2 separate regions of the Sus scrofa genome follow, and region 1 is linked to region 2. Evidence: chromatin contacts called from public Hi-C data. All regions are on one chromosome and are shown on one strand. Each heading gives the region's core, a stretch centred on a gene start, on an enhancer-like site or on the middle of the called end of the contact. The rest is flanking DNA. Distances are from core to core; before and after follow the strand shown.

What was found. Hi-C and Micro-C count contacts between places; a contact is called where the count stands out from the background.
Region 1: a contact with region 2 is called in a Hi-C map of liver, with 4 times the contacts expected there. The contact joins the promoter of CHFR here to the promoter of LOC100154415 in region 2. A contact is called at or near these places in 5 of 47 Hi-C or Micro-C datasets (embryonic fibroblasts, heart right ventricle, liver and 1 more) and 1 of 2 datasets of contacts at active chromatin or transcription factors (alveolar macrophages).

The regions. Positions count from the first base shown.
Region 1 is chr14:22,652,921-22,656,786 of Sscrofa11.1, reverse strand. It overlaps CHFR (E3 ubiquitin-protein ligase CHFR), which reads right to left and starts at 2,325. Exons shown (of 17, transcript XM_001928455.6): 1 at 2,220-2,325; 2 at 1,914-2,057. The coding sequence starts at 2,046.
Region 2 is chr14:22,377,410-22,381,186 of Sscrofa11.1, reverse strand. LOC100154415 (zinc finger protein 268) reads right to left here and starts at 1,579. Exons shown (of 6, transcript XM_021072884.1): 1 at 1,014-1,579.

The sequences.
Region 1 (3,866 bases), core at 1,076-3,575, 270 kb before region 2:
AGAGGGTTCTCAAACAAATCGACTGGCACTTTGAGCTTGGGCTTCCTAGACTCCAGAACTGAGAAAGAAATTTCTGTTGTTTAAGCTTCCTGATCTGTGGTATTTATGATGGCAGCCAGGGCAGACTAATACCTCAACCTTTATGTTTTGCTGGAAAGGTTGATACCAGCACATTTTTGTTCCTTGCATTAACATGTAAAATGCTACTATAGTGTTCTGTTATAATAACAATGGCTAACTTTAGGTGCTAACTCTTAGCCAAGATCCTTCTAAGCACTCTACTTACCATCTCTTTTAATCTTCACAATGAACCTACAAAGTAGGTACAAAGGTACAGAAAGGTAAATTGTTAGCCAAAGAAATTTACAGAGGTGGTGTCCCATGGAAACCCAAGAAGTATGTCTCCAGGGCTTCTGCTCTTCACCAAACTTCCTTTTACACCAAAGAAAGACAATTAATGCACCTCCAAAAGCTTCTAACGAAGATATATAAATGCTTTTACAGTTGTTAAAAAAAATTAACTTGATCTTGGTATTTAAGACTGCCTTCCAAAAAAACCCAAGCGATAAAGACACGCAAGTACATCACAATGGGTAATATGAAACAGTAATCTTTCTCATTCTCCCATTTAAAAGTATAAAGTCAGAATGATAAATTATTGACAAACTAAATATTTCTGTTGACCCGATCAGTGCCCCTCTCTCCCAGGAGAAAAGCTACAAGGAAACTTAGCAGATGGTCCCCTCTAGTCCAGAGGCAGTAAGCTTGGAGGGTGAGGGCACTTTCTCTCACTAGTTGTATGACTTTTCTTCAACTTCTTAGCTTCCTTTGTTCTTTAAATCAACAAGTATTTAAGCAGCTCTACTCTAAGAGCTGGGCGTGGCATATAGAGTTCTTGGCAAGGGGCAGATCCGAGTAGCAGTCAGATCTAAGCCAAAGCTGCAGCAACACCCGATCCTTAACCCACTGTGCCAGACAGGGGATCGAACCTGTGACCCAGTGAGCTCCTAAGACACCACAGAGCCCACTGCGCCAAGCAGGAACTCCAAGATCCTTTTTTTTCCTTCTTTTTTAGCCTCAAGTGTGGCAAATGAAAGTTCCCAGGCTAGGGGTCTAATAGGAGCTGTAGCTACAGGTCTACACCACACCCAGGGCAACACGGGATCCAAGCCCCGTCTGAGACCTATGCCACAGCTCATGGCAACCCCGGATCCCTAACCCACTGAGAGAGGCCAGGTATCCAACCTGCATCCTCTCGGATACCAGTTGGGTTCGGTACTGCTGAGCCACGACTGAAACTCCCAGATCTTTTTTTGAATGTAGCTGCCTACACCTATAAATTTCCCTTGAGCACTGCTTACCTGCAACCCCCAAGTTTTGGTATGTTATATTTTATTTATCTCAAAGTATTGTCTAATTTCCCTTTTGATTTCTTTGACCCAATGGCTGTTTAAGGGTGTTATTTAATTTTGCACATATCGGTGGGTTTTCCAGTGTTCCTTCTGCTATTGATTTCTTTTCCGTTAAGGTCTGAGAAGACGCGTTGGGTGGTAATGAACTTGAAAACACTGACTTCTACGTAATAAATTAATGTACCACTTCATATAGCTGTAACGAGGATTAAAGAATCTGTACGAAGCACTCAGAAGTGACTGGGCAGAGCAATAAGTGAATAAATGGTAGCTATTACAGGAGAGCCCACTACACTGGAAAAACTGGAAAGCTCAGAGCGCCCCGCCCAGGGGCCTCCCACAGCGCGGTGGGTCCCGTCCTGCCCAGCTCTCGTCCTCGGGCCCCAGATCTCCGCCCTGGCCCCTGCTCGGGTCCCCCAGCACTCGGCCTCCGTCCACCGCCCCCATCCCGGACTCGTCCTCAGTCCGTCCCATGTCTCCCATCCCACCTCCGCCCCGTACCTTTTCTCCGCCCGATGGTCCACTCCCGCTTTCTCAGGAGGACGTGCGGCTCGCCCTCCTCGGCGCCCAGGCGGAGGAGCCTCCCCCACGGCTGCTGCTGCGGCAGCTGCTCTCCTTCCCCGGGCCGCTCCATCGGATTCACATCTGACGAGCCCCGGAAACGTCGGGTGAGACTCTGGCCGCAAAGGCGGGGGCTGGGGCCGCCGCTTCTCCCGCAGCTGCCCGGGCCTCGGCGCCCCCGCCACGCTGCTGCGGGCCGCGCCGCCGGCCTCCCCCGCGTCCCGCCCGCGCCAGCAGCCCGCTTACCCCCCGCCCCGCGCGGAACCCGGAACCGGCCGCGCCGCCGCCGCTGCTGTCAACAGACATCGCTGATCCCTCAGCTGATCCGCGGGGCGGGGCCAGCGGCGTCCGCGCCCTACGATTGGCGGGCGGTGGCGACCACCGAGCCTGGCGGCTAGAGCGGAACAGGGGCGGTGGCCATCTAGAGTGGACGTGGGGAGGTGAGCCGAGCGTGCGCAGACCGGAGGATGGGGCCGGGACGACATCTTTGATGCTGGCCGAGACCTCTAGATCTCCGAGGATCTCGGAAGTAGCTGCCGTCGACGCCATGATAAGTCCGGGCAAAAGGGACTGAGTAACTTGGGTATTGGGCACCGAAGCAAATTCTCAAAGCCGCGTTGGAAGGGCAGATGGCTTATAGATATGTGACAAACGACGAGATAAGTGCAGGTAGAAACTTTCGGATGTCTCTTTCTCCGCGATCAGAATGTTGCTAGTGTCCTGGGAGGGCTCTGGAGAGTGCAAGCATCTCCGTTGCCAGTCGTAAGAGTATAAATTGGACCGCTTCTTGGAGGGCAGCGGTGCACACATAGTCTTTTCATTTCAAACGCACGTTTCCTTTGACTCAGCGATTCCGCCTTTTGGAATCTAGCAGAAATAAGGTGTGTGTTCCAAAAAAGGCTGCACTAGGATCATCAGTGCTGGACGCCTGAAAGTGAACGGTGGGCGAAGACTTGGTGCGGGTGGGCCAGGAGCCGAGTCATGGACTGTGCGGTCCATGACTGCGCGGTTGAGAGGAACCAGACGATATCGGACGGAGACCTCCGAAGTGGAAGAAGGCACCCAAAGGAGCGAGGGAGACATCTTTCACTGTATATTCCTTTGTGTAATTTAAACTGCATCATTTGGTGATTTTTGTTGTTGTTTGTTTTTGCTTTTTAGGGCTGCACCCGTGGCATATGGAATTTCCCAGGCTAGGGGTCGAATCGGAACTACAGCTGCTGGCCTATGCTACAGCCACAGCCACAGTAATGGGGGATCCAAGCCAACCTACACCACAGCTCATAGCAACTCCAGATCCTTAACCCAGTGAATGAGGCCAGGGATGGAATCTACATCCTCATGGATACTACTAGAAGGGTTTGTAACCTGCTGAGCCACACCAGGAACTCCATGTCAACTTTGTCATAAAGTGCATCTCTCCTTGAGTTCCCATTGTGGCTCAGCACATTCAGGATCCAACACCGTGGGAGGGTGTGGGTTTGATCCTTGGCCCCCCTCACTGGGTTAAGGATCTGGCTTTGCCACAAGCTGGGGTGAAGGTCGCAGACGTGGCTTGGATCTGGTGTTGTCATGACTGTGGCATAGGCCTGCAGCTGTGTTTCCAATTTGACCCCTAGCCTGGGAACTTCCACATGTCACAGGTGCAGCCATAAAAAGAAGAAGAAAGTACATCTCTCCTGGTCTCAGATTCAGGTCATAGGAAAGACCAGAATTTAAAATTTCTCAGAGTTATCTCATGGCTCAGCAGATGAAGGATCTGGTGTTGTCACTGCTGAGGCTTTGGTTACAGCTGTGGCGTGGGTTCCATCCCTGGCCCAGGAACTTCTGCATGCTGTGGGGCATGGCCAAAAGTAAATAAATAAATAAAATTTCTTCAAAGAAATTTAGTTT
Region 2 (3,777 bases), core at 330-2,829:
TCTCCCAAGTCCCCAGGAAGGGTGCACCCCCCACAGGAGGACACCTCCCAGGTGGAATCTGAGGGGACCAAAATAGATGTTACGCCAGATCCATAACCCACTGAATGGTGCCAGGGATCAAACCCTGCATCCTCACAGATACTAGTCAGGTTTGTTAACTGCTGAGCCACCACCGGAACTCCAAAATCCAAGTTTTTAATGTGATCCTCAAAGCCATGTAGATCTGGCCTCTGCCTATGGCCCTGGCCTCATTTCTTAAAACACCCTCCACCACCACCATCACCCACAATCCCCACACACATTTCAGCAACTGTAAAGTGTTAAAAGTTCACCAACAGACTAGATCACTTCAAACCTCGTAAATCTGCCTGTTACCTCCTTTTCCTAAGCTGACCTTCAGTCCCTTGTTCACCTCATTCACCTTTCAAATATCAGTTTAAGACTCTCTTATTCATCTCTAAAGCATTTCTTGGGGTGTCCTTACTTCCAAAGCTGACACTGCGCTGAGTGTCCCCACACACTTGCACAGCTCTCATAGGACCCCACCACCCACTTATCACTGTACTTATACATTTATTTCCTTGCCTACCCTCCGCACCAGACCATTGCTCTTCCAAGGAAGGAACAATTTATCTTTGCATCCTTCACACCTGCCCTAGGGTCCAGCAAACAAAAGACAACAAACAAAACTGTAGAATAAGTGAATAAACAAGTGAAGCCAAAGATCTTAGACACAAAGAAAAAAAGAAAAACATAAGTGTTGAAGAAATTGGAAGATGGATGATTAACCTCTTGTTTAACTCAAGGTTCAAGATCAAAACTGGCAGAAAAGAGACTACAGGAAGGAGTAAATTAACAGTCTGATGACAAGAAGGACTTCTGGACGGCCTAACATCATCTAAAGGAGGCCATGTGGCTAGGAAGCTCCGTTCGACCGACCCTGAAAGAAACGTAATGAGCACAGGTCGGCGTTCAGGGAGATTTTTAAAAACGGGAGAAAACCCCCTACTCACCCAGATGGCAGCTGTCCGGACCCTGGCGGCCATCCCCACGGCCAATTCTGGCCGGTTCTGTGCGCCCTGCGGGTGATGGCGGGACCCAAGGGCTGTGGGAGAAAAGAACCATGAGGGAAACGGACTCCCTGCCGCTTCCACGCCCACAAGGCCCCCCGAGACCCTGCACCTGCCCTCCCCACAGCGGAGCCTGCTTCCCTCATAGGCTAGGGGTTCCGCACGTCCGCCCACCAAACACGCACGCGATCGAGCTAGGGCTGCAAGGCAGGCCAGACTAGTACTGTCCCGCCGCCTCAAAACTTGAAGGGACCCCAACCCCTGGGGGGGCGGGGCAGCGCTAGGCTGCGTGGAGGACGAGCTCCGCAGCCGATCTCCCCGGCGGTCAGGTCTACTTGGTCCTCGCCCGTGACTCTGAGGCTCCCGCTCCAGTGCTTCCACCCCTGCCCTGACGGCAGACGAGGTCAGCAGGCTCCAGCTCAAGTCACCGCGACGGTCAGAGGCCGCCGTCTGCTGAACAAGGCGTTCCTGATCCGTGCTGAGCCAAAGCCGGCCGCTAGGGACGCACAGGAAATACGTCAGCGCGACCAAGGGGCGGGGCGAACTACGGCTCTCAGAAGCATCTGCGGGCGTATTGCTGTGTTGGCAGACCGGCTTTAAATATGCGGAGAGTTAAAATAATGACATTAATAACATAAAGACGGGAGGAGTGTATATTGAGTTAAAGCGTTATATGACTCTTTCTTTTCCGCCTGGCAAAAACCTTAATTTACACTTTATAACGCAAAGATTTGAGAAAAATGATGTTTTTATGAAAATTAAATTTATTTACCAGAAAAATTAAGAGTGGCATTGTTTTCCTTTTTTTCCTTGGGGTGGAAGAATCTTTTAAATGTCTGGCTTAATATAAAACAGCTGGATTCTCCCATGTGCTTCTGCATTCAATATATTGAATATGTTGGTTTTGTGGAAGTATGTTAAAAAAATCTGGCCTCACATAGGAATGTAATTAGAAACAGAATATTTTAATATAGATAGATAATTGTGCGTATTCTCCTTAGATAAAGGTGAACAAGTAGTTCAGTTGCAGTATACAATCTGAAACCATACAGGTGAATTTTTTGTACTCTGTTAAAATCCATTGGTCAATCTTGCACTTTAAATAGATGGATTTATTATGAATGCTTTTTTTTTTTTTAGGGCCATACCAGTGGCATATGGAGTTCACAGACTAGGGGTCTAATCCGAGCTGTAGCTGCTGGCCTATGCCACAGCCACAGCAACACCAAATCCCAGCCAGGTCTACCAGTGGGCAACACCGGATTCTTAACCCACTAAGCAAGGCCAGAGATCAAAACTGTGTCCTCATGGATACTAGTCAGATTAGTTTCTGCTGAGCCGCTATGGGAACTCCAATTATCAATGATTTTGTAGCATCCTGCGATGGTCATTTGGAAAATATTAGTTCACTGACTACTGCAGATCTTCGAACGTTGACTTCTTTCATTATACAGTATGAAAACTTGTATTCACTAATATCATCATTGATCTTAAGTATTGGGAATCTGTGAAGTTCACACTGGCAGATACAAAATGTCCAAAATTCTTTTTTCTCTTGAAAATTAATTTTATATTGGCAAAATACACCCTCATCTGTTTCCCCTGAAGTGGCACTTGGTTGATTTCTAGAAAACGTCTGCCCTGCCTCCAGATTGTCTTATCATTCATTCCTTCTTTCATGCACAGTTCAGCTCCCAGCTCAAATAATCACGCAAGTGGGCAGAACAGTATGTAGTGTGATATTTGCTGCATAGGTATTAAAAAGACATGGACCCAAGAGTTGAGATATAATAAAAAGTATTTTTCATTGTGCCCTCAAGGACATCTGGAATTGAAAATGGTCCTTTTCTTCATTTTTAACTTTGAATGTGGCTTCTGATAAATACACTTTGGCATGCTGAATGCCCACATTATCAGTGCAAATTCAACACAATAAGTAACATCTTAAGTTTGGAGTGCTAGTACTCACTGTACAATTCTTTCAACTTATTTGTAAGTTTGAAATTTTTCATAGTAAAATGTTGGAGGAAAATATTGTGAAAAAGGCAAACTTTTCTGGAGTTCCCGTCATGGCTCAGTGGTTAACGAATCCAATTAGGAACCAAGAGGTTTTGGGTTAAATCCCTGGCTTCACTCAGTGGGTTAAGGATCCAGTGTTGCCATGAGCTGTGGTGTAGGTCGCAGACGTGGCTTGGATCTTGAGTTGCTGTGGCTCTGGCATAGGCCAGCAGCTACAGCTCTGATTAGACCCCTAGCCTAGGAACTTGCATATGCCATAGGTACGGCCCTAGAAAAGACCAAAAAAAAAAAAAAAAAAAAAGGAAAAAGGCAAACTTTTCAATAAATTGTGGAGAAACAATGCGATAGCTATACAATAGTAGGAAATAGATGGCTGTCTCACAATAAATTTCAAATAAATCCTAAGTAGGAGTTCCTGTCATGGCTCAGTGGCTAACGAATCTGACTAGGAACCATGAGGTTGAGGGTTTGATCTCTGGCCTTGCTCAGTGGGTTAAGGATCCGGCGTTGCTATGAGCTGTGGTGTAGGTTGCAGATGTGGCTCGGATCCCGTGTTGCTGTGGCTCTGGCATAGGCTGGTGGCAATGGCTCCAATTGGACCCCTAGCCTGGGAACTTCCATATGTGGGAGTGGCCCAAGAAATGGCAAAAAAACAAACAAACAAAAAAATCCTAAATAGATTAAATAT